Linked DNA regions of Mus musculus: regions 2, 3, 4, 5, 6 and 7 are each linked to region 1. The links are chromatin contacts, called in public Hi-C, HiChIP or PLAC-seq and promoter capture Hi-C maps. All regions are on one chromosome and are shown on one strand. Each heading gives the region's core, a stretch centred on a gene start, on an enhancer-like site or on the middle of the called end of the contact. The rest is flanking DNA. Distances are from core to core; before and after follow the strand shown.

Evidence for each region. Promoter capture Hi-C pulls out the DNA fragments that hold promoters and counts their contacts. A called contact is a pair of places that touch in the nucleus more often than the background predicts. HiChIP or PLAC-seq counts read pairs in DNA pulled down with a chosen protein or histone mark.
Region 2: a FOXA1 HiChIP or PLAC-seq map of pancreatic cancer cells shows a contact between it and region 1. The contact joins the enhancer-like site here to the promoter of Sox9 in region 1. A contact is called at or near these places in 1 of 39 promoter capture datasets (hippocampal neurons), 4 of 484 Hi-C or Micro-C datasets (Sertoli cells, cerebellum, myocytes and 1 more) and 3 of 115 datasets of contacts at active chromatin or transcription factors (embryonic forebrain, pancreatic cancer cells and stem cell-derived neural progenitor cells).
Region 3: a contact with region 1 is called in a Hi-C map of the N1E-115 cell line, with 19 times the contacts expected there. The contact joins the enhancer-like site here to the promoter of Sox9 in region 1. A contact is called at or near these places in 6 of 39 promoter capture datasets (the 3T3-L1 cell line, cranial neural crest, frontonasal cranial neural crest and 2 more), 3 of 484 Hi-C or Micro-C datasets (the AML12 cell line, the N1E-115 cell line and Sertoli cells) and 6 of 115 datasets of contacts at active chromatin or transcription factors (craniofacial prominence, embryonic basal ganglia, embryonic limb bud and 3 more).
Region 4: a contact with region 1 is called in a Hi-C map of Sertoli cells, with 4 times the contacts expected there. The contact joins the enhancer-like site here to the promoter of Sox9 in region 1. A contact is called at or near these places in 11 of 39 promoter capture datasets (the 3T3-L1 cell line, cranial neural crest, embryonic stem cells and 6 more), 6 of 484 Hi-C or Micro-C datasets (the C2C12 cell line, the N1E-115 cell line, Sertoli cells and 3 more), 5 of 115 datasets of contacts at active chromatin or transcription factors (craniofacial prominence, embryonic basal ganglia, embryonic forebrain and 2 more) and 1 of 9 other capture datasets (liver).
Region 5: a FOXA1 HiChIP or PLAC-seq map of pancreatic cancer cells shows a contact between it and region 1. The contact joins the promoter of 2610035D17Rik here to the promoter of Sox9 in region 1. A contact is called at or near these places in 1 of 39 promoter capture datasets (the C10 cell line), 1 of 484 Hi-C or Micro-C datasets (muscle stem cells), 7 of 115 datasets of contacts at active chromatin or transcription factors (astrocytes, embryonic basal ganglia, embryonic midbrain and 4 more) and 1 of 9 other capture datasets (adipose tissue).
Region 6: a contact with region 1 is called in an H3K27ac HiChIP or PLAC-seq map of oligodendrocyte precursor cells, with 6 times the contacts expected there. The contact joins the enhancer-like site here to the promoter of Sox9 in region 1. A contact is called at or near these places in 6 of 39 promoter capture datasets (the C10 cell line, embryonic stem cells, hippocampal neurons and 2 more), 1 of 15 datasets of contacts at CTCF or cohesin (embryonic stem cells), 8 of 484 Hi-C or Micro-C datasets (cerebellum, embryonic stem cells, muscle stem cells and 1 more) and 13 of 115 datasets of contacts at active chromatin or transcription factors (bone marrow-derived macrophages, craniofacial prominence, embryonic basal ganglia and 10 more).
Region 7: a contact with region 1 is called in a promoter capture Hi-C map of second pharyngeal arch cranial neural crest, with 6 times the contacts expected there. The contact joins the enhancer-like site here to the promoter of Sox9 in region 1. A contact is called at or near these places in 8 of 39 promoter capture datasets (the 3T3-L1 cell line, embryonic stem cells, frontonasal cranial neural crest and 4 more), 2 of 484 Hi-C or Micro-C datasets (neural progenitor cells and palatal mesenchyme), 3 of 115 datasets of contacts at active chromatin or transcription factors (craniofacial prominence, embryonic basal ganglia and embryonic limb bud) and 1 of 9 other capture datasets (embryonic stem cells).

What each region holds. Positions count from the first base shown.
Region 1 is chr11:112,780,259-112,783,740 of GRCm38.p6, forward strand. It overlaps Sox9 (SRY (sex determining region Y)-box 9), which reads left to right and starts at 1,952. Exons shown (of 3, transcript NM_011448.4): 1 at 1,952-2,757. The coding sequence starts at 2,327. RefSeq lists an enhancer at 1-781, a cis regulatory region at 1,558-1,572 and a promoter at 1,774-2,281.
Region 2 is chr11:113,290,502-113,293,983 of GRCm38.p6, forward strand. All of the region lies in intron 7 of Slc39a11 (solute carrier family 39 (metal ion transporter), member 11), which reads right to left. Among named protein-coding and RNA genes, the nearest start is that of Gm51927, 17 kb to the right of the region's middle. Within about 2 kb of position 1,985, at least 102 of the 459 cell types and tissues checked have an H3K27ac peak or open chromatin away from gene starts, as enhancers often do. A contact at or near this core is called in Sertoli cells, cerebellum, pancreatic cancer cells and 1 more, where this site is marked.
Region 3 is chr11:112,271,585-112,275,066 of GRCm38.p6, forward strand. No RefSeq gene overlaps it. Among named protein-coding and RNA genes, the nearest start is that of Gm39461, 120 kb to the left of the region's middle. Within about 2 kb of position 1,692, at least 1 of the 459 cell types and tissues checked has an H3K27ac peak or open chromatin away from gene starts, as enhancers often do. A contact at or near this core is called in the N1E-115 cell line, where this site is marked.
Region 4 is chr11:112,344,629-112,348,110 of GRCm38.p6, forward strand. No RefSeq gene overlaps it. Among named protein-coding and RNA genes, the nearest start is that of Gm39461, 190 kb to the left of the region's middle. Within about 2 kb of position 1,658, at least 19 of the 459 cell types and tissues checked have an H3K27ac peak or open chromatin away from gene starts, as enhancers often do. A contact at or near this core is called in the N1E-115 cell line and Sertoli cells, where this site is marked.
Region 5 is chr11:113,200,132-113,203,613 of GRCm38.p6, forward strand. It overlaps 2610035D17Rik (RIKEN cDNA 2610035D17 gene), which reads right to left and starts at 1,707. Exons shown (of 3, transcript NR_015556.2): 1 at 1,160-1,707. 4732490B19Rik (RIKEN cDNA 4732490B19 gene) reads right to left here. Exons shown (of 4, transcript NR_040276.1): 4 at 3,184-3,482.
Region 6 is chr11:113,182,626-113,186,107 of GRCm38.p6, forward strand. All of the region lies in intron 1 of 2610035D17Rik (RIKEN cDNA 2610035D17 gene), which reads right to left. Among named protein-coding and RNA genes, the nearest start is that of 2610035D17Rik, 17 kb to the right of the region's middle. RefSeq lists an enhancer at 1-3,482. Within about 2 kb of position 1,671, at least 29 of the 459 cell types and tissues checked have an H3K27ac peak or open chromatin away from gene starts, as enhancers often do. A contact at or near this core is called in neural stem cells, oligodendrocyte precursor cells and stem cell-derived neural progenitor cells, where this site is marked.
Region 7 is chr11:112,387,696-112,391,177 of GRCm38.p6, forward strand. No RefSeq gene overlaps it. Among named protein-coding and RNA genes, the nearest start is that of Gm39461, 230 kb to the left of the region's middle. Within about 2 kb of position 1,811, at least 2 of the 459 cell types and tissues checked have an H3K27ac peak or open chromatin away from gene starts, as enhancers often do. A contact at or near this core is called in second pharyngeal arch cranial neural crest, where this site is marked.

The sequences.
Region 1 (3,482 bases), core at 702-3,201:
AGGCCACTGTCGTTTTCGTTGCCTTTGTGCCAGAATACGTGATAATTACAACAAATTACAACTGGCTGTTTTAATACATCTGACAGTGGCCCCTGGTCTCTTCAAATACCTCCATCCCAGAACATAGAAGTGCGTCTACACGAACAAAACCTGGTCCCCTACTCTGGAAAAAAAAAAAAAGATATATTTTCCTACACGTTGTGAGAATAATCGGAGCTACGAATATATGGCTATTGTTTGTAAATCTCTTAAACTCGTAAACAGGCTACAGGGTAGTAGAGACATGCAATGCTAGGAACATTCGTTTGAAAAGAAACTTCGACTGAACAGAGTTGTAGCTTGCTGCTATCACGAGTTCCTTTCCCCAAATAACAAATGCCCACTTCGGAAGAAAACGAGAGGAAAACGAGCTTTTCAAAAGCATCCCAAAGAAAAGATTCGTTTATGTCTAAGTGTCCACACTTAGCAAATTAGAGGGGAGGAACCTGTCTTTGATATGATACAGGCCGATTCGCTTTATCAATAATTTAGTAAGTTCAAAGCGAAGCTTTGCAAGAATCAGAAAGGGGATGTTTAAATGAAATTGTTTATCTTTTTTTTTTTTTTACACCGTTGTGAGTTTGTTTGTGGTTCCGAGGGCATGTCGCCCGGTGGCAACTAAGATTTTTATTCGTTCCAGAAAAGATAATTCCTCCCTTAGCCAACCTTGCTCTAAGAGTTTGAGTAAACACGCAGCTTCGGCTCCAAGCACTCTTAAAGTGCAACGGACACCTAAGTGGCCTCCCCCAGAACGCCCACCTGTGTGCAGGTCTAAGAGGACGCAACTAAAGTCCAGACGCCTAGAGCTTCGCCCTCTTAGGTATCTGGTAAAAGGAAGGCCCAAGCAAGGGAGCCACAGGGCTCCGCCAAAGTGGCCCGTTTTGTCTGGAGTCTCCAGTCCAAGTCAAGGGCCTTCTCGGCCTCACCGCCCGGCCCTGCCACCTTTGCAAACTTCGCCCTCAACCCCGGAGTAGTTTTGCAAACTCCAGTGGCGAGCCTGACGGTGTTTGTGACTCAGTCAGGAGGCAAGAAGCAGAACTCTAAAGTAATAATCCTGACTACGAGGGGCGTCAGAGTACTGGAGGGGCCGGGAAAGGACTTGTCAGTTCAAGGTCGGCGTGGCCCACGGGACCGGCCGCAAGAGCCGGGGACTGCGCGGTCCCTGCCGCCAGCCTTTGCCTGGTGCTCGGCTTTGGTTTTCATTGATTCCCCACTGCGGGAGCGCAGCAGAAGCTCCAGTCACCACACCAGCTTCGTTGAACCAGAGCGCGTTAATCTATTTATATGGATTATTACAGAGAACAGCGGGCGTTGAGTCACCCAAACATTTGCTTCCAAAAGACCATTTCTAAGCACTTTTTTTGGAAGCCGGCAGACTCCAGGCGCAGAAGCCCAGCTCCGCTTTGACGAGCAGCTGTTGCAATTTCCATTGCTGTAAACGCCAGCGAAGTCCCGGGTACCACGGAGACAGCATCGAAAAGTGGGGGTGGGGGGTTGTGGAGGGTCCTAGTCTAGACACGCTCGCGTGCACGCGCACACACACACACACACACACACATACACACACACACACACACACACACACACACACACACATCGGTTCACACGGAGACCGTTCCAAAACTGTGACATTCCGAGAGTAGAGAGCAAACTTACACACTCGGACGTCCCGGGTCCCCCGCTTGCCCCGCGCCCCCCTCCAAGTCCCCTCACCCCACCATCCACCCTCTGGCTGAGCTCCCCTCCCTTCTCCTCCCCTCCTGTCTCGTCACCCAACCCGGAGCCACAATCCTCCCCAGCCCCCCTTCCAAAATCCGGTCCAATCAGCGACTTGCCAACACTGATGACTCAAGAGCTAGCCGTGATTGGCCCGAGGTATCTAACGTGAAGGAGGAGTATTTATTAGAGACCCTGAGCTGGAAGTCGGAGAGCCGAGAGCGCTGCTCGGAACTGCCTGGAAACTTCTGTGGGAGCGACAACTTTACCAGTTTCAGTCCAGGAACTTTTCTTTGCAAGAGAGACGAGGTGCAAGTGGCCCCGGTTTCGTTCTCTGTTTTCCCTCCCTCCTCCTCCGCTCCGACTCGCCTTCCCCGGGTTTAGAGCCGGCAGCTGAGACCCGCCACCCAGCGCCTCTGCTAAGTGCCCGCCGCCGCAGCCCGGTGACGCGCCAACCTCCCCGGGAGCCGTTCGCTCGGCGTCCGCGTCCGGGCAGCTGAGGGAAGAGGAGCCCCAGCCGCCGCGGCTTCTCGCCTTTCCCGGCCACCCGCCCCCTGCCCCGGGCTCGCGTATGAATCTCCTGGACCCCTTCATGAAGATGACCGACGAGCAGGAGAAGGGCCTGTCTGGCGCCCCCAGCCCCACCATGTCGGAGGACTCGGCTGGTTCGCCCTGTCCCTCGGGCTCCGGCTCGGACACGGAGAACACCCGGCCCCAGGAGAACACCTTCCCCAAGGGCGAGCCGGATCTGAAGAAGGAGAGCGAGGAAGATAAGTTCCCCGTGTGCATCCGCGAGGCGGTCAGCCAGGTGCTGAAGGGCTACGACTGGACGCTGGTGCCCATGCCCGTGCGCGTCAACGGCTCCAGCAAGAACAAGCCACACGTCAAGCGACCCATGAACGCCTTCATGGTGTGGGCGCAGGCTGCGCGCAGGAAGCTGGCAGACCAGTACCCGCATCTGCACAACGCGGAGCTCAGCAAGACTCTGGGCAAGCTCTGGAGGTGAGCGCGCGGGCCGCCAGGGAGGGCTCGGTGGCTAGGGGGGACGCGGGCTGCACTCACCGACCCCGCCCCGCCTCCCTGAGCCGCGGAGTTGTGCATCCTGGGGTCTTTGGTCCAGGATGCAGGGCGGCCGGGGGCGGGGGGAGGGAGTGGCTCAGATTTTGAGAAAGTTCTTGGGATTGCTCTTGGTTATGGCGGGGGGGGGGGGAATGGGGGCGTGAATATGACTGCTTTTAGGAAGGTAGAAAGGAGTGAGGGGGTGTGCCAGCCTGGTCCCTCTGGAAAGGAACAATTAGAGGAAGCAAGCCCACCTTCCTTAGGCCAACTGCGCTCATTCCTGGGGAGATGGAGTGAAGGGAAAGTGTAACTGAGACTAGAGGAGACCCAGGCAAGAATTGGGCAAAGCTACTGAGAACCGGCAGGGGCATGGATCAACAGAGCGAGCTTCTTGCAATTTAAATGGGTTTTCGGAAAGTTTTTACTGCGTGTTGGGAGGGGTGGACCGCTCCGGTAGCAAAGGCGTTTAGAGCAGCCTCAGCAGGGAGCTATTTCCATCTTCAGGGTTTCCAAAATAGGAGGCCAGGGGAGGGGGCGGGGCGAAGAGTGACCGCTCAGGTCGACTCTGAGCACTTTTTTAAAAAGAAAAAGAAAGGAAAAAAAAAGTTCTGAGTCTCAGAGAGGGATGGAAAGCAGACTGGAGGGAGGGGGTAGTGCGCGAAGGAGGG
Region 2 (3,482 bases), core at 735-3,234, 510 kb after region 1:
AAAAAAAGCTCACAAGGGCTGAGGGAATAAAATGACCCAGTTTTTCCCCTAACAGGTGAATAGAGATACAAAGTAGAAACAAAATAAGGTCCATTTCTGAGGGTGACCACGACTCAGCCTTGAAAAGAAAGGAGATCGGCACGGGCTACCTTATGAATGAGTCTCAGGAAGATTATGCTAAGTGACGGGTTCAGATGCAATGGGACAAATTCTTACAGGCATCTCTAAGGCAGTCGACTGGGTAGACAGAGAAGGCAGAAAGCTTGGGTGCCGGGAAGGAGGGGGGAGCTGGTGTTAAATGGGCACAGGGTGTAGCTTGGACAAGACAGCAAGTTCTCAAAATGGGTGGTCATGTCAGCCGTCCAGCGTGTGGTGGTAGCTCACATAAAACGACTGTGGAAGTGAGTGTCCTGTCAGGTATATTTTACTATGAATAAAAGCTAAAGTGACCATGCACACCACAGGCGCGCGTGCACAGCATCACAAGCTGAGGGAACTACCACAGAGGGAAGAAGAAAAGTCATTTTCTTGCCGTTGGAACAGGGCACTTGCACGTCGCTCCGCACTGGATCCTGCACTCCCGACCTTTGGACACACCCCAGCCATCCACCTCAGCTGACTTCCCGAGCTTTGCAGAGGCCGTGTGCTCAGATACAGAAGATCTGGGAGAACTCGCCCCTGCAGAAGGGCAGAGGGCGCAGAGGCTGGGCTCCGTGAGCCCCTCTTTGCCTGCCTTCCTTCTGGAAACCTGGCTCTCACCCTATGTGGTATACCAGGAGCTCATGGGAACAGCTGAGGCCGCCCCCCTCCCCCCGACCCTGACGTGCTATGCACCACGTCAGGGCTAGAGCCTGGATTTGGGGACTTGGAGAAGGACAGGGTAGCCCCTCCCCCTCCCCCACATTCACACTGTAGTCTCTTCCAATATGGATATACCTTCTTTACAGCCTCATTTATCTGTAGGCAGGCGGGGGTCTCATTTATTCCAGCATGGCCTCAGGCTTATCTGAGGTTCAGGAAGACCTTGCATGTGCCACCATGACCAGTTGGTGACATGCTGGGAATCGAACCCAAGGCTTGGAGCAGGCTGCATTAGGGCTCTACCGACTGAGCCATATTCACGGCCACATCTTGTTGGGTTACGGTGTTGTATTGTTTCTTAAAATCACCCTTGCCGGTGTGCTGGCACAAGCCTGTGACTTCAGCACTCTTGAGCGATAGAGACAAGAGTGTCTCGGGTTTGGAGCCAGGCAGGGCTGCACAGTGAAGTCCTATCACAAAGAGGTTGAGGAGACATCGGAGCTAGGCAGAGCGCCGGCCTAGCACCACAACCCAAAGCCTTCTTAGGAGTGCGCCCATCTTCACAGGCAGGATGTGGGCCTCACTCCCCAGAGGCCAGGCCTTCTTAGTCTCCTTGAGGACAACAAGATCCAGCTAAGGCAGCCCGGCTGCCAGAACTGCCTGCAAAGTCTCCACTGGGAAGTCCCAAGCACAGCTGTGTGGCCCGGGCTGGCTACCAGGGCTAAGGGTTTTGTGGGAAATATTCTGAGAAGATTTGGGGCTGGATGGGGGTGGAGTCAGGGGCTCCCTGGTCACGTGGGTCCAGAGTGCCCTTTGCCCCCCAGACCTGGGCTGCAGATACTAGTTGGGATTTGAACACAGGTTTGTGGGTTGAGGTGTTCAGAACTTAGTCCTGCTGACCCCTATTGACTGAAAACTCCAGCTGCAGCCTTGGTTCTTCTGAGCGCCTGTCCAGGCCTGAGGGACCTCTGTCTCCCCTCCCGCAGGCCCGTGGTCATGGCTGCCAAAGCAGGCAGCAGGCCGTGCAGATGGTCTGGGCAAGGGTCTCCACAGGGCTCTGGGTTCTGGGTGGAATTAAAAGCCAATAACCTCTCGGTAGGAATCAGGATGATGAAAGGAACTTCGTCCTTTAAGGACAGACAGGAGGCAAGTGACTGAAGTTGCAAAGAATGCTGTGGTTGAACTTTTTTTTTTTTCTTTCTTCTGTTATTTGTTTTCTGGCACAATCTGTCTCTGTGACTGGGCTGAGGGCTGTGTCCCTGCGACAAAGGCCTCTTTCTTATGACAATTTAATAGCTCCAACACGGGACAGCCCTGACTCTCCCATGGGCCCCACTCTGAAGGTTGCTGAAGGAGGTAGAACACCGGCTGCTTTGCTGCCGTCTGGTTCAAACTGAACTGAGGGAGATCTGGAGGAGAAGGACTGGCCTCCCAAATTTTAACCTCCTCCTCCTCTTCCTCCTCCTTCTCCTCCTCCTCCTCCTCCTCTTCCTCCTCCTCCTCTTCCTCCTCCTCTTCTTCCTCCTCCACCTCCTCTTCCTCCTCCTCCTCCTCCTCCTTCTCCTCCTCCTCCTCCTCTTCCTCCTCCTCCTCCTCCACCTCCTCCTCCTCCTCCTCCTCCTTCTCCTCCTCCTCCTCCTCCTCCTCCTCCTAGCAAAACTGCCAAAGGTCAAGGGGAGCTGATGCGTGGCCGTGGATGGGACATGGATTACGACGTGAATTCCAGGCTCTGTAGTAGGAAGTGGTTTAGAAAGCTAAGCAAGGACCAGGTCAGGGAGGCCTGAGCTGCTGCCTGGGCAGACTCTCCCCGTGAGTTCCTTGGGGCTATTGGAGCAGAGACTTCTCAGGGTTCCTGTGGCCAAAAGTCCATAGTCAAGGTGTCAGCGGGGCCAGGCTCTTCGGTAGCTCTAGGGAGGATCCTTCCTGCCTGTTCCAGCTCCGGGTGGCACCTGAACATTCCGGGAAGGCTTTTATTTGTATCTGTATCAGCTCAAACTCTGTCACACTGTCACAGGGGTGTCTTCCCCCCAGTGTGCCTGTATCGCTACAAACCCCCATTGTGTCTCTCTAACCTCCTCAATCCTCCCCACCCCGCTTATCTCATAAGCATTCCCAGTCATAGAGGACTTGGGACCCATTCTAGTCCAATAAGTCCAATAACTGAATGAGGCAGGGCCCACTGCCATGGAAGAACCTCCGCAGCGCTGGCAGTTAAGACATCACCCCCACCCCCAATCACCTCCATTCTGGAACTTTCTAGGACAAGTGACCCCTGCTCTGTATCTCTGTCTTTCTCAGTGACCTTGCCCATCTGTCCACCTCTCCCACTAGGTGGGTCCAGGCAAGCAGTTCACGACTTAGGTGCCACCAGATCATCTTGGTCCCACCTCTCTGGGGTGTCCCTTCCCTTGCTCCCACTCCCTTCCTCCCTTTCTCTATCCTTCCCTTCCTCCTTTCACCTCCTCTTCCTCCCTCTGTTCTGTATATTCTTCCTTACCCACCACTCAGGGGAGCCATTAAGGGCTATGGTTCTCACCATAGCGGCAAGCACCTATAGACACACTCAAAGCCTTCCTCAACATTAGCATCTGCTTCCTGTAGGACTGGCCGCGTAGACTGATTCTCACTGACGTGATTTTTGTACATTGTTGTCTCCCGGCCTCCCCAGGGAGATAGAAGAT
Region 3 (3,482 bases), core at 442-2,941, 510 kb before region 1:
TGTTTAGAGAGGGTCTCTAGCACATGCTGACCTCTAGTTAAATACGGAGCCAAGGATGACTGAATTTTCGATCATCCTGCCTCTACCTCTGTACTGCTAGTATTACAGATGTGTGCCACCTGCCTGGTTTATATACGGGTTAGGGATCAGAGCCAGGCTTTCTGTGTGCAAGACAAACATTCTCCCAGTTGAGCTACATCTCCGGGCCCAACTGATGTTTGTTTTAAGGTTCTTTTATTTTATACTACTGTAAGACCTGAAATTGAATGGGTACTTCCCCAATCCTAAGTTTATATTGCCAAGAATTTTGTCAAGGCTGAAAACTGCTCTGTGTTCCATCTGGGAATAAACATATTTACCTTCATCCCATTTTTTTTCCAGGAAAGATCATATTGGTCTCTTGGGGTGAGTATCACTTTTGTGGCTCAGTGTTAGCTTCACATTAGTTACCACTTGATACCCGAGAGGACAGGAGTGGCGTGACCACCTCTTCAGACAGCTAGTTGGCACCTCCCCTCTGTCAAAGAAGACCAGGGCCATTTCTCTACGGCCGAGCCTCCAGTGTAACAGGAACATCCAAAGATTTCTCTGCAATTATTCTTCTTTCCTGGAACATGGAAGCATATTGGGCAAATGCTGACATGAGAGGTAAGTTGTGAAATATGAAGAGGCTCTGGAAAGGGGTTAGTTCTAAGGTCTTCCCAATTTAAGTCATTGGGTTATCCAAATTCAGGGGGAAATGTATATTACATTTCACTTATAATCTTCATTTCCTGTCTGACCTGGAATGCACCTCAGTGTTCTTGCTAACCTGCCCCTGGAGAAACTTAATGTCCATTCCAGACCAAAAAGATGGAGGACTGTTGCATGTCTTAGCCTATAACTAGTAAGATGGTGGCTTTGCCTGACTAGGCAATGATTTCTGCAGTTTGATGGGACAGGAAGTGCAGCCCAGTCTCCGTGGAGAGGATGTAGGGATGAGTTCTCGGTCTGGGGGCATAATGGATCACATCCCAAGTTCACAGTATCCTAATCCCCTCCAACCCAATAGCTTTAAATGTTCAGTAAATTAGGCTCCGATGTGATTGGTCACTTCATAAGTGGCCTTCTTGGGGGAAATTTGCCAGGACAACTGTTGAGTGATGTCTCAATTTATGGCCCATGGGGACAAAGCATCTCTGGTAATGCCATTAAGTGGAGAAAGACGAGTGCAAATGTACCATTTTCTCCTCTCGGTGGTAACTTTTAAATGTTTTTAAAATATTTTCAGTCCCATCGTCACAGCATTACTGCCATCCGTGCAGGAAGAGGTGAGAGTGCCAGAGGAAGAAAAGGCAAACACTTGTGTGGACTTCCTCCAATTTCTCCACTTTCACCGTGCAAGATACTTTACTTTCCCCATTGCAATTGCATGGCAAAAAATAACAATCTGAACTCAGAATCTGGGTTTGTCAGTAAGGGCTGTTAAAGATTTAATTAAGACCTAATACAACTCCCTCAATGACTAATAACACTGACTGTCTGAACAGGTCACTAGGCAGAGCTACCAATGACAACTTAGAAAGCATTGACTTGACTGTTACCTCTGTTTTTATTGAAGGCCAAGAGCTTCTCCGCGGGGCACTCGAGGGCACAAAATAAGGAAGGCTGGGTGGTTTTCAAGAAATATTAAATTGTTAAGAGTAGGAGCGCGTGCCTCTTCTGACCCCTTTCCCTTCATCTTGGCTCTTGAGTCTATTCCTCACTAGTGCACTAGAACTAAGAAACAGGCCACAGCTCTGGAGAGGATGGGGGTGTCTAAAAATAGACTAGGCTGGCTCATTCAACAATATCCTAAAGGTTATGGGTTTTGTCACAGACAAAAACAAGCCTCTCATTTCCTCCCAGGTCAAAACAAAATGAATTTTGCCAAAGCATCTGCAGATTAATCGGAGAAGAGCGCTGGCTTCCTTGGACTCCACCCTGTCTAGACATTGCAATCCCAGAGTTCCTCTGGTCACTTTCCATCCTTGCTTAAGGAAGCCATAAATCACAAATGCCCCGTGCAGGCAATGCACATCTTAGGGATAGAAGGGCCCTGGCTTATGGCTTCCAAGGTCTTCAGTTCTAATAAAAGTGGATGTATCCTTCTTCTTCTTATCCCTTATATCAACCCTGCTTCTCTTTCCTCTGTGAGAAGCCATAAAGCCTGCCAGTGAATCTTACCATGTTTTGAATCTTAATTAATAGGGAAAGTGATGCAAATGTCTATATAAAGATCAAGCATTGCCATACCTACTTAATAGTAATAGTAAGTGGATTTGGTGGTGCTGGAAAAATCAAGCTTAGGGTCCTACTCATGCTGCCAAGCACTCTGACACTGAGCTAGCCCCCTGATACATATAATAATATTACTTTAAAACTGCATCAATTAAGTTTACCTCCTCAGTTTTAGTGTGGCTCTGAAGTCAGGATAGTTATACTTTGATAAACCTCAGAGAAAAATGTGTATCGACAATAAGTTCAAGAGGAATGGAATAGTTTATCTGTGTCTCTGGCCTGGCTCATCCCTTGGTATGGTATTCTAAAGGAGATATAAAGATACATTCACAGCCAGTATCTACTTTGTTTCATTGTGTATGTGATGTGAAGGGAACGGAGAGTTCACAGCTTAATTCACTTAGCACTCATATTTGTTAGTCATGAAAATACACAATCATTAACGTTGAACTGGGCTCATGACCTCACCAGAAACAAACACAAAGCATATCAGAGTAGAATTTACGTGTTCCTTGTTTGACTCAGTCTCCAGCAATAGCAACAGGTTTGTAACATGTACAATAAAATAAACAAAGAGGAATCAGAGCCTGACATAGACACCAGAAGCTTCCCTGAATAGAATGAAAGAAGAAATGGCACTTAGAGTCCAACCTGAGAGGGCTGAATGTGCGTCAAGGATAAGAATATATCCCACCTGCAAATATCATTCCAGGTCATCGCTGATCTTCGTTCTTGTTATACAGGTCTTATTTGTTTTGGATTATGCAAATAGGTATGTTTGTATATTTCTCATTAGAGCCTTAATTCTTGCATGTGATGGATGGGACATACATTGTTACCCTACATGCAACTGATGCAGATGATTGCTCCAAAATCTCACTGTCAGCATGAAGGTCATGTCTGGACGCTTAGGAGATAATTGACAGGTGGTTTTTTTTTTTTTTTCTTTTTCTTCTTTTTTTTCTATTGCTGTGACAAAAACACAATGACCAAGACAACTCATAGAAGAAAGAGTTTATTTGGGCTTATGGTTCTAGAGGGATAAGAATCTATCATACCGGCTAATTGTAGCAGCGGCAGGCATGAAGCCAAGAACAGGAAGCTGAGAGTTCACATTTTGAACAGAAAAACAGGAAGCAGAGAAAGTGACTGAGAAGTGATAGGGCTCCTTAAACTCTCAAAGGCCACCTCCAGTGATATGCGTTCTCCACAAAAGCTATGCC
Region 4 (3,482 bases), core at 408-2,907, 440 kb before region 1:
TTAACTGCTGAGCCATCTCTCCATCTTCCTCATATGTTAACCTTGATACCTGCCTCTCTACCCTGGCACCCTACTGCAAAAGTACAGCAACACCCTAACTTTGCATCTTTTTAGTAAATCTTTGCACTTAAGATGGGTCTGTGTGCTCTAACACTTCCATTTCAGGAATGGCCTGTTTTCACAAAGTAACTAAACACTTCAAGAAAATGCCTTCCCCATGCACAGGGCCTTCACAGGGCCTCCCGGGATGGCCACTAGAAAAGAGTTTTCAGGTAGATGATTCTGTTCCATCTGGGGCTTTCCATAACAGCTCTTCAAATCTATAGAATATGGTCTAAAAAACTGTGAACAAAGGCAGGTATTTGTGGAATGACAGAAACAGGAAGAAAGACCAAATTGGAGAGAGACATTAACTGTGTCCCCAGTGATGAGTGACTTCCAGAGGCCTAATCTGGGGTGACATCAAAGTGTCCCCATGTGCTTTTGAAGGAGACTGTTTCTACTGGCCCAGATATATTTTGAAATGTTAGACTTAAAGATAACAGCTATCCTCCCCCTCACTGGTGACGAATTACAACAAAAGGGAGAACAATTAAACAGCCTCGGAACTTGTGGTTTGCAGGGTTAGCAGGCAGGATTTCTTTCTGGGTGGCATTACTGCAGAATTCACAACGAAACAACAAAGGCTTGCAGAACCACGTGACTGGCCCATCAGGATGTTTGAAGTCAAGTTCAGTTAGAATGCAAAGCCATCTGAAGAGGGTGCTGTCTTTCTGGGACTTCAGTCTTTTTCTCTGATAAGCAACATTCCTCTGACCCACTTCTCTTTAGACGCGACTTTAACTGTAGGCAAGAACAGGTCAATACATGTCTTCACCAGTTAGTGGCTATTATGTTTGATTATTTGTACAAGTTAAAGACAGTCCTTTAGGCATTGCTAGAATGGTAAGATGGGACAGCTTGAAATGCTTTTCTGCTGGGCAGTTTGGTGGCTTATGAGCAGTTGATATCTGATGAAAAGCTTTCCAGGAAAATGTCAAAAGGAGACAATAACCATAGGAATCCCAGGAAGATGAGTATCTGGGGACAGAGACTTCTAAGCAGCATCCAAATGTGTTATCTTCACTCTCGTTGGTAACTTGAGCCCTCTTCAAAGCTCTTCTTAGTGGATAACCCCAGGAGAAACCATTATCGGAGAGGGGGAGTTAATTAGAGTGAGTTATTAGAATGGTCTGTCTCCTTTAAATGGACTGCAGCTGCTGAGTCACGGTGTAAACATGACATTGGGCCACTCTGCTTCTGTGGCTCCTTGGAATTGGATAGCCTGACTTTTAAAGTCTGATATCATAAGATGAAAAATTAAAATAAAATAAAATTATAACTCATAGCAAACACCAGAGTACAGTTTTCTCGTCCCATGCAGAGTCAGCATATAGGTGGCTGTGTGGTTAAATGTTAACATTTTGGTGCCTAACCCATGTTTTCAGTGTATTATTTATCAAAGGAAATATTCTCCTCCTCTAAAGTGGCCATTGTTCCTAGGCAAATGTTTTAGCCGCATGGATAATAACTATACTATTTGGAGTCACACTGCTCAGTGCCATCGCTGCAAAAAGGGAGATTTGGTCTGAAGGTCACAATATAATAAAACCATTTTTCCTCATTGCTGCTGAAAGAATTTTAAAGGGAGCAGGTGCAGGGCTTGAGAGGGAGGCTGAGGTGTATAAAGGACCTCCTCTTCGCTCCTTTGGCTTTTCTTTCCTCAAAACATTCTTTGACATATCACTATTAAACAGTTTGAAGATACATATATGCCTGGCCCTAGACAAACAAAGACACACTGATTATTTAAAAAAAAAAAAGACACAGACAGGTTATTAAAGAGAGAGAGAGAGAGAGAGAGAGAGAGAGAGAGAGAGAGAGAGCCGGGTTCTCTTTCCCTCTGCCTCTGTGTGCACACGTCTGGAAATGAAGAGTCATCCCAAGGTTAAAGAAGTAAAGAGTTGTCTGCTTGCCCTAGGCATCTCTGGCTGATGAACTGTATAAGCCCAGCTGCAGTTTTCCCAATGGCACCTTTCTTATCAGAACGTCACCATAAACACTCCCATGACTAAGTGCCCCAGCCTGCCCAGGCAACCTTCGTCTGGCACCAATCATTCCATAAAACGAGCCCATGAGGACTATAACAGGCCAGGTGTCTACGAGTTCCAATGCCCAAGCACCTGAAAGCCTGCAACCACCTCTCCATTCCAGTTTCCTGTCTCGGCTCAAGGACTGACAGTGAAAAGAACCTGAGGTACTACAGCTCAGTCCTGACCGAACTTGGGTTGGATGAAACATTCTTCCGTGAAACATTGCTGATTTCAGGGTAGTCAGCAAACGCTGTGGGTGGACAAAGAAGAATGAGCAGCTGAGGAAGTCTGAAAGTAACTCAGCAAATACCAGCGATGTACCTTGCAGAGCCAGGGAGCTCCTGGTCATCAACAAGATTGTTTGACTCCTAAATCTTTCTTTCTATTTAATGGCTAGGAAAGAGGCTGTTGGTACCCAGATCTACTCAGCTGTCTAAAAGGGTTTGATGATGTTGAAGGGAAAGTGACAGTTCCAGTCCAAAATATTTCCGGTTGGATTCATGATATGGCCTGGAATTTCAAGACACCAATATAGTTTGCAGAATCCAAAGCGTCTGCTGAGTGAAAAACTAGAGAAAGGGTTCTTACAGAGGCCGTGGTTATACACCGATGTGAAGGCAGTAAATATCACTGAATCATAACGCTTTAAAAATAACTAAATCTATGTTCTTACTCTCAAATTCTAGAGAAGGAATTTGCTGAGGAATTAAAACACAAATCTTTTGGGAACAATTATCAAATTAATTCTTTTCTCTCTCAAGTATTCCTGCCCCACACATGCATTTAATAACAACCAAGCACTGAAATGAAGGGCTTAGAAAAGTAGGATATATATATATATATACCCATACTCTTACATTCTCAATGGATTGATACTCAGAATTTCTATCCCTTTTGTTATTTTCTCTGATCAACTCAGCAGGGTTGATTGGGTTGTTTTAAAGCTTGAGTTATTGTTATTTTATGTTATTTTATGTTACTGAGTTATGTAATTTTTTATTGTATGACTATCTGCCCACACCACATCCATGAGGCACCTGCAGAGGCCAGAGAAGGGTGATGGATGCCCTGGAGCTGGAGTTATAGACTGCCATCAACTGCCATGTTCAGAGATGGTTCCTATGGGTGGTTATGAACTGCTAGAAACTGACCCCAGGTCCTCTGAAAGCGTAGCTAGTCTCCTCGAGTGTTGAGTCATCGCTCCAAGCCCAAGTGATGGTAAGTTTTAATTGTCAGCTTGACACAATGTAGAATCACTTAAATAGTGAGTCTCAGTGAAGAACTGGCTAGTTCAGGTTGGACAGTGGACATGTCTATAGGGGGATTATCTTTATTATATTAATTGGTATA
Region 5 (3,482 bases), core at 457-2,956, 420 kb after region 1:
GAGAACCGTCCAGAACCAGCCTGGGCATCCACAAGCACCTGGGTGGAACCAGGGGCAGCAGGACCCCAGTTTCTGCAGGACAGTCAAGACTCATAATACTTCATTTAAAACATTTTTTTTTCTTCCTATGCTGCCTAGCCTGCCCTCCTTGCGCAGGTGCTGACTGAGACCTCAGGGCTCCTGGGCACTCACCAAAGCCAGTCCCTGGCTGAATAGCTTCCTCTGTTGGAGGGAGTTCTGGGGTGGGAAATGGACCACCACACACACACACACACACACGTTCCAAAAGAACACCTCAGGACTGCTGACAGGGATCGGTGGGGGAGGGGAGAAGAAATCCATATCTGGAAATTGTCCCCAGGAAACCAGGACCAGGGGGAAAGTTCTGGAATTAAGGGTGAGAGCCCAGGAGGGAAAAGGAAACAGAGGAACCTGGTGTAATTTAGGGTGGGGAAGCTCTATCATTCATTCAACAAACACCTACTCTCAGACAACCTCGTGACAGGTACCAACCTCCCTACTACAACGCAATCACAAAAGGACAAGGAGGAGAGAGACCTATTATTGAGTACTGACTCCTATGATTTACAGTTATGTCTCAAGACCTAAGGCAAAAGTCTTCTTCATCATAAAAGTCACACCAAGAGGAGGAGGATGGTAGGTGCAAACACTGGACCAAATTCCTGCCCTGGTAAACTGTACTCACATGGTGGCCAATACCCATCTCTCCATCAACTCCACAGCAGCCCAGTCCTGAAAATAATGCAGTATCCACCAAGCGCTCCCACGGCTACCCAGCCCCCGTGGCCTCTTGCAAACACTGTGCCTCAGCAGCCCGCTGCGTGCAATGGGCAGCTTCCTGGAGAGGCATGGCTAGCAAAGCAAAGGGTCCCAAAGGACCAACCCTGCCAAAAGGCAAGTGCCAAGAAGGCAGGCGCTCTCTGTCCTGGCGCGGGGTAACCAATGGCTTATCCATGCCGCAGGACAGGACGATGAGCCCAGAACAGCCGCTGACTACAGAGATCTGAGCTAGTAGGGTCCACCTGAGGGTTGCTAAAATGATTTCCCGGACGTCAATCCTTAAACCTTCAAAAACCAACACAAGGCTAAAGAAGGGCAAATCAAATCCACAACTGCGCACTGCGGGGGGGAAACTTACCTCCAGGTGAAAGAGCGGCTGGGAGATGGAAAGACAACCCACGGATGATGGAGACCAGGTCGAGAGTCTTCTAAATCCAGTTGATAAGCACCAAGTAATCCACGTTAGGGGAACCCCAACCCTTTACCCCACTGTCCATCCAGCGCCCAAAGCCAAAGTGCGGCCACCACGCCGCGGCCCCGCGTGGGTAGCGCGGAGATTACGCGCTTCGCCTCCCAGGCGGCTGCCGCGCTATCTCCAGGAGCGGACCGGCGCCAAGAGCAGCGGGCGGAGGCCACCGAGGGCTCTGACCCGTGCATCCCGCCTCCTCGTACAGCTCTGCGCCTTTCTTCTATGAGCATCGCCAACGCAAACACACAATCCGCGCTAGGAGAAACCCCTATGGCGAATCCAGACTATCCTAATAGAAGCCTCGGGTTTGTAGTCGGGCAAGGATCCTGTGGTACAGGGAGGACGCTCGCCAGGCAGCAAAGCCCTGGAGGCGCAGAACCACAGCGTACAGCCCGAAACAGAAGAAGTGAACACTTTCTGCGCCACCACTGAGCTCTGCGAGCCGTTGGGCCATTCCAGCCTTTTTTATAGAGACGGGTTTGCGGGTGGGCACGGCCAGAGGGCGGAGTAAAGTGGTCGATTGGCCGAATGGTATCCTGGGAGTTGTAGTTTTGTCTTCTTACTCCTTCCGCTCATGGAGAATATTGGCAAAGGGTAGACTCACCACAGCTACCTCCCTTCGCAAACTTTGTAACGAAGAGATTCCATTCTGTTCTGGAATTTATCTCTTCTTCTAGAAGTTATCTCGTTGCCTTAGTTTCTTTTCCGTTGCTGTGATAAAATACTGTCAAAAGCAACTGACACTAAACAGCCACTTAATTTTTGACAAAGGAGACAAAGTCATACATTGGATTGCATATTTTCACCTTGTAAATAAATCAACTCAAGGCTGCATGAAAACAAAAAGCTGTGGAAAGCAAAGGAACCTGTAGAGTTAAGTGACAGCCCACAGAAGGGGGAAATCTGTGCCAGCTACAAGGGGTTACTATCTAGAATTTGCAAAGAAACGCAGACATTAAATACCAAAGAGGTAAAACTGCCAATCAAGAAACGGGCAGCTGAACTGAATTGACAGAGAGAGAGAGAGAGAGAGAGAGAGAGAGAGAGAGAGAGAGAGAGGAAAGCCAAGAGGAAAGGGAACTCAGATGGATAATAAAGGAAATGCAAAATAAAACTCTGATGAGATCTGTCCCACCCCAGTGAGAATTACTGTTGTCGACAAGTCTGTCAGGACACATTGGAGAAGCTGGGCAGAGGGAGTAGCCCTTACTCACTGTTGGTGGGAGGGGGAGTTAATTCAGCCAGTGTTCAGGTAGATCAGTTGGGAGATTTCTCGAAAAGTTGAAAATAGAGCTGCCCATATGACCCAAAATTTTACTCCTGGGTATATACCCAGAGAAGTCCATATCCTACCATAGAGTTTTTTGCACACACACACACATACACATACACACACACACATACACATACACACACACACATACACACACACATACACACACACACACACACACACACACACACACATACACACACACACACACACACACACACACACACACACACACACACGGTGTTTATTGATGCTTTATTTGCTACAGCAAAAAACCCAGCCTCAATCAAGATGTCAATCAGCAGATAAATGGATAATGAGAATCTGGTATGTATACAAAATGAAATACTATTCAGCTCTTAGGGAAAACTGAAATTTCAAAATTTTTGCAGGAAAATGGATGGGCTTAGAGTGGATAATATTAAGCAAGGTCATATAATCTCAGAAAGAAAAAGCCGTGCCATCTGCTTCATATGAGGAACCTAGCCAAAGCTCTGTGTATACACGTAAACAAGTACACGTGGGCACAGAATAACGTGAAGAAAAGAGAACAAGAAAGCCCAAAATATAACGGAAAGAAGAACTAACTGCAGGTAGTGGTCACAGTTGCAAAAGACAATGCAAAACCAATCGCTTTTATGGTTCTAACACTTTATTTTTTCTATTTTTTTTTTTTGTGGCGGGTGAGCACATAAAAATAAAATGGGAAATGGCAGTGTAATATATATTATATACATATAATATATATACTATATATATATTAAAGGGGTTGGGTTTGGTTTTTTAGCATCTTAAAAAAGAATGGGTTTCTTTTAGCTCACATTTCACATTTCAAGTACAGTCCCTTGTAATGAAAAAGGAAGGCAGCAGGAACTTTAGGCAGCTGTTCCTGCCACATCCACAATCAGAGAGTAGAGGGGTAAATTCACCCTGCTGCTC
Region 6 (3,482 bases), core at 421-2,920, 400 kb after region 1:
CAGCAGCCTTCAGCTGGGCAGGAAACACTGCTAAGCACTTGGAACAGTCTCTGTAGCCAGAGGGTTTGGGTTGGCGCCAGGTGGCACCACTTAACGCGCTGTGTGATTGACAGCAGCTTACTAGCCCTCTCTGTGCTTCTGCCACCCCATCAGTCAAACAGAGGTCACAACACTGCCTACCTCTAAACCCCTTGTGAGGAACACATGTGCACATGTGTGCACACACGTGTGTTTGAGCACACATATATGTATGTGCTGCTGTGCTGACAATAGCCGATAGCCACAGCCCAGACCCTAAAATCCTCTGCCATCTTTCGAGAACATTCTCTCTCCATAGTGGCACAGAGACTGGCCAGACCCCTAGGAAGTTCTCGTGTGGTTCCCATAGTATTGAGTCTGTCAGAACGGAAAGGCCGCTCTCAGCACCACACTGTCCTGCAGGGCATCCATGGCTACTGTCATGTGACAAAGACAAGTTCAGCAAGGACTCCAGTGATAGCCCAGAAAGGATGCATCTGCCAAGGAGTCAGGGGTCTACGTTACAGACAAAGCCACGGGGCTGGAGAGACGGTTCTGGGGCTAAAGGCACCGGCTACTCTTCCCCAGCACCTATAAAACAGCTCATAGCCATCCACAACTATAGCTCTAGGGAGTCTGATATCCTCTGCTGGCCTCTGTGGGCACTGCATACACACAGTACACATACATGCAGGCCAAAGACCCACCCACATAAAATAAAATAAAATAAAATAAAATAAAATAAAATAAAATAAAAATAAAAATAAAAATACCTGCCATGGTGATGTAGTCTGTAAAGCCAGTACTCAGAAGGCTAAGGGGGGAAACCATAAGTTTGAGATTGATCTGTGCAATATAGTGAGTTCGAGGGCAGCCTGGGCCCCTGGTGTGTACCCACAATCCCATGGGGGGGGGAGGGACTCTGAACTGATGGTGAGAAAGGAAGCCAAGTCCGTGGAGCGAGAGGATATAACTGCCCAGGCGTGTGTAGGAGTGGACTGTCAGTCTCCCAGAGAGCTCTGTGGAAGAGGTCTGCTTCTTCACTAACAGTACACACACACACACACACACACACACACACACACACACACACACAGAGTCCCTACTGACATCCTCCTCCTGGGATCCCATTGGCTGATCTCCAAGCTCCAGGGACATCTCTGTCCCGGCATCAGATCAGCCAGCCATGCTGTAGCAAACACACACACACCTGCCAGGACAGACCTTCTGTCCACTCTCCCTCCTAACTCCAGGGGGGGACGCACTCCACTGTGGCTTCCTCCTTCCCAGCACCACCCTCATAGAATTGGACTGATAAAGACCCTAAAACACAAGCACACTCCAGAAGGAAAGGTCTGAGACCAGCCACTCCTGAAACTCCCATCAAGGTGGGTGTCTTGGTCCCTCTGAGCCTCTTCTAGGGACCCAGGACCTCAGGAGAGAGGCAGCGATTGTCCCATACCACAGGCCTCGTTGCCTGCACCCCTGCCCCGACCTCCCGAGACAAAGGCTTCTTTCTCCTTGCTCCTCGGGGGTCACCACATTTTCCTCAGACCTGTGCTTGTTTTCTTTCTGCCTGGGCCCATCTTGGCTCGCCTTCCCCAGCACCAGCGTCCTCTGGAGACAAACACTGTATTGTTTCCATAGCCCTAACAAATGACTCGGTCCCTCAGCGCCCCCACCTCCTGCCACTAACTTGCTCACCCTCCCAGCCTTGCCCTGTCTGAAGTCTCCTTTATGCAAAGCATCCCTACCATGGATGAAGAACAGCAGTCTTATGACACTGTTGGGGGAGGGAGAAACACTTGTGCTGAAGTGTTTCTCCTCTCGTTCTTCTGGAAGGGCTGTCCAGGGACGGGAGGTGCCTGTGGCCCATTTAACCCAGCCCCTCCCTCTGGTTCACATACAGGTAAAACAGAATGACTTTCCGGTGAGTCTTCCAAAACACCTCTGACAGACTGGGTTACGCTTCTCATGGCCCCTCAAAAAAGTTCAAGTAGAATAGGGTCAAAGCCAAACAGCAGCTGATGCTCCTCCCCAACAAGCTGAGTCAGGGGGGCCCCAGATGTGTTTGAAGACTGTCCATACAACCTGCATGAGCTTCTACAACAAGGGCTTGCTCTCCTGGGCTCCTGGAAGGCAGGGCGCAACCGCACACAGGAACATTGAGCCAAAAATGAGACGCTCGTCACCCTGCCCAACACAGGTTGACTGTTCCAACTTGGTAGGGTTCAGGAGTCAGCAAAGAAATGCCCAGAGCCTCTATCCTGGCAGAGCGAGGGAAGGTAGTTTGAAATCAACACCCAGACACATAGACCTCCGACCTCTCATCTGGCTCTGACATTCATCAGCCACCTCCAAGGGCTGATGCAGTCACCAGGTCAGCGCCATGACACCTTCATACCCTCATTCCCTGGATAAGGCTGTACAGGACGATAGAGCGTCCATATCCTCACTGCTCTGCTGGAAGTACACCACCCTCCTCCCTGCAGAGACTGGGGACTTCAGAGCCAAGACAGATGGACCTGAAGCACAGAGGAACGCAAAAGAGACCAGAAGAGGATGAGCCCCTGCCTGCCTCCCGCATGTGATATCCCAAAACACACAGACCTGAGCAGAACGTGAGAACTCACGGCCAGTGTTCTGCCTGGGATATGAAGAGGCATGGCAAATCACTGTAGCTTAAAGTTTTCAATGCCTACTTTTAATTGGGGTTCTTAAACACTTTAACCTCCCTTCTTAGCCTACCACCCACCAGAGGGAGTGAAAAAGAAAGGATATGGGGGAAATGAGCCAGTTTAGAAATTGTTCTTTGGAGCAAAACATCCTTTCACCTATGTCTGCCTTCAAGAAAACGCTCCTTCTTGTGTTTGCCCCAGCAAAACACCGCCCGACACAGCTGACTCTCCAAAGGACCCTTAAGTTTCCACTTCAAGTCATCTACTCAGGGCAAAAGAAGTTAAGACCAAGGTACCCAGATACAACCCAATGGGTACCAAAGGACTCTCCTCCTCCTCCTCCTCCTCCTCCTCCTCCTCCTCCTCCTCCTCCTCCTCCTCCTCCTCCCCCTCCTCTTGATCAAGCTACAGGTTGACAGATGAAATAGGACTCTCTACAAAGCACTGAGTTGGAAGGCCTTGAACACCTATATGTGCAAGAGGTGGGTGTTATCAGCATGGTAAGGAAGTGACCAAGGAACTGCAGGAGAGGCAGTGACTGCCATGGGAGATGAAAATGAACGGTGTGGGTGGGAGAAGCGATCCATGCCCACCCATCCTCAGGGACTCTCCTGGAGTCCATAGTTAGCAAAAGCCTACACACGGCATTTCCTGTATTCTAGACCCAATTCTGGAAGATGTAAAGGAAGTAGGGACCCACCTTCCAAGTCCAAGCTGGGCTGCTAATGTCTCTCCAAAACCCAGCATTCATCCACTCGCAAGATCCGCACCATCCCCCAACCCTCA
Region 7 (3,482 bases), core at 561-3,060, 390 kb before region 1:
GCAAAACTATTAGGCCAACAAGTCCTATGATGTCTTTTGCTTCTCTCTGCACCCAATGTTGGGACTCTATGGATGTGCCAATGTGCTAGGGTTTTTACATGGCTGCTGGGTAGTCCATCTAGGTCTTCATGCTTACACAGTAACCACTTTACAGACTGAGCCATGTCCTCAGTTCTCAACTGTAGCTTTTATAGCGCATAAAGAAGATAAAAACACATGGTCATCTGGAAGAATAGAGAACATACCATCTATACTGGCAGCCATTAAACTTGCTTCTGAGTACCCTATCCCACATACCGGACACAGAGGAGAGGTACCAAGTAATATGCTTTTTCAAACACACAGGGGTTAGACTACCCTATCTCCATCATTCATTCCTATCATGGATAAATAGTTCTTTGAGATTTGTACACATCTAATTTGTTTATTGTCTTCATGCATGTGGTTTTCATGGTAACTGACATGGGAGCAGAAGAGATTGTTGGATACTCAGAGCCTGCAAGTAAAGTGGCTGCTAACATGTGTAGGTGACTCTACACATAACACTGCTTCCGTTTCCTTAAAAATATGATAGCCTTACTAATAGTTGCAAATCATAGACCTTTAGTCATGCCATAATTATCTTAAATTTCTCAATCATGGGAATTTTCTGGAAGGGCCAGATACTTTGCTAGATATTATTACCCCTGAGGAAGATGAAAGACCCTGATTCTTTAGCAGGGATGGAGGTACCAGAAAGCAAACGTTGGTGCTACATAACTGCACTGGGATTGGCAGGATAAGTCCTGGTTACAACCAGCTCCTCTCAGCTTCATTTTAATGTTTAAGACACTTCATCTTTAGCCAGGCGTGGTGGCACAGGCCTTTAATCCCAGCACTTGGGAGGCAGAGGCAGGCAGATTTCTGAGTTTGAAGCCAGTCTAGTCTACAAAGTGAGTTCCAGGACAGCCAGGGCTATACAGAGAAACCCTGTCTCGAAAAACAAAAAAAACAAAAAAAACAAAAAACAAAAACAAAAAGGCACTCCATCTTTAAGAGATGTTTGTAAAAACGTATCCATATGCTGTTTTTTGAAAAGAGGGCAGGGATATGAAACTAGATCCATTAAAGCTTTCCTTCAACATTTGGTGTGGCATGTCACTATTTGGAAGAGTGGTTCATCTTCTAAATGCCCAACGACTCTGGACTTCGTTAAGTTCTAGGATACAGACTTTGGAAGAGAGACTGCATACAGCATCTTGATTGGGAAGCCCTGGGGACCAATATCTTTGAAAGAATCCAAGGAGTTGAAGAAACAAGTGGGGATTTGTGTTAAAAATCAGGAAACTTAGTAAACAGCCCAGCTGGTCCCAAAGAAAACTCTAGAGCATAGAAGGTTCTTCAGAGCAGTCAGGTCCTTATTCTGCACAGTTTGTGTTTTAATGGATGTGGGATGCCCTTCATGACCTTGACCAAGACAGCTGTCTTCTCTGGGTGACTTCAATCATGATTCATGAGCAATGTAAAACAACTATAAAATACAATGGCCTGAAAGTAGCATCTGGGATGCCAACAACACAGCATCCCCTCCTAAGATTAACTATCAATTATAATCTTCCTTGTCTTTGTGCATCTGATCTTATCATTCTATATTTCAATAAGAAAAGAAATAATCTTGGTCTTCCAACCATCTCTTTAATAACTAAGAGGCACCAGACATTAAAGACCTGTGATTTAGCAGTGAGTTTGTGCACAGTTTCAATGCACAATAGGGGCAGAGGGGGGGGAGTTAACATATTTTAGCACCAAGATGTCAAGTTTCATTAGGGTTAGGTGTTCCAGGAGGAGAGTGAAAGGAACTAAACCAGAGAAACACTAACAAAGTCTCATATTACCATGCTCTTTAAGTGAACTGACCATACGTTGGTAGTTTACATTGAAAAATAAGGAAATGTGCATTTTGCACATCTCAGTGAGTCGGCGCTCTCATCCACTGAGCCTTCTCATCAATCATTTAGTGGTCAGACAAGCTCACAAGCAAGGAGAGCATCCAGGGTCACTACTGTAACTATGGCTGAATTTCCAGTGTTGCATATGAGCCTTTAAATGAGCACTTTTCCCTAATGCTGGGCAACATGCCTCATCACTTGGCCACTAAATGGCCTGTTTCTCAAGTTTTCAACTGAGGATAGTCTCACTTAAGTCAACTGTCAACAGAGGCTTTGTTTGACCTAAGAAAAAGTGAGACTGCTATGTATGTTCTGATATTTGTATATGGATAGAGCCCAATGTTTTCCAGAGCTAAGGGGCTGCCTGTCCTTGATAACATGGAAGATTTTTCTAAGTAAACTGCCAAGTATGGATGGGTCTCAGACTCATCTGAATATTCTGTGTCAACAGAGGCACTTCCTGATACAAGTGATTGTCGTTCTGGTAAATGGTAAATGTTTATTAAGCCTTGAACCCTACACCTAAGTCATTATAGCCCCGAAAGAGCACAGACATCAGTGGATATAATTGTCTTTGACAACAAACTCCAATGCCATGTTCATATAAACTATATATAGAAATTATTAAGGGATATTGTAAAAGAAAACAGCCCAGTAGTTCTTCATACTCAAATGCAATTGACATATGATGTCATGTGGTTTTATCCATGTTGGTATATGCCAGTATACGTTCAAATTTTAATCTCCCTAGATGCGTTCTGCAATAAGATACCAAGAGGCCTGGTTCTTTCCAATCCTTTCCCAGCGACCCCAGTATTTCTCCAGTCTTTTTTATTTTCATTACACACAGTAGTCCAGAGTCTAACTTGCAAGTGGCAAATCGAATTCTCTTTTCTGCTTTATACTGAGTATCTCACCATAGACCTTCCATTGAAGCTAGCATGTTTTTGGAATGAGCAAAGCCTACGGGTGCATGTTGGGTTGTGTGATGGCACAGAGGTGTAGAGACTGTCACATCTTCTTTGGGAGCAGAGGAGGAACTCTGTCCTTCTTCATGCGCATCTGAAGCAACTTCAACTGCAGGCCAAGTAGGTCTTGCTTTTCTCTGCTTCCTTGTACTCATTTGGAATCTCCCATTTTTGAAAAAGAACTGAGGTGGTCAAATATGCGCAACACTTTTGGTAGGAACCTATTTCTCTCTAGGTGTGCTAGGTTTGCCTGTATTTCATTTTAAGTAACCCAGTTGAAACTGGAATTCACGATCACCCTACTTCAGCCTCTCCAGGGCTGAGATCACAAACATGTGCCCCCGTACACAGTTCTTAATGATCTTATTTATTCTAACTATATAGATTTAAATACTACCTATGTTTATGATAAGATACTAACCATATGTCATTTGTGGTAATTTCATAAAAATAACATAGTTAATCATCTCAGTAAATTGTTTTAAAGCATATATCCGGAGTTTAGGTTGGTAAAGGCAATAATGCAGATTGTTGAGCCTAAGTAGAATCGTACTGATATCGTGTGTCTTTGCTTAGAAACAGTCTA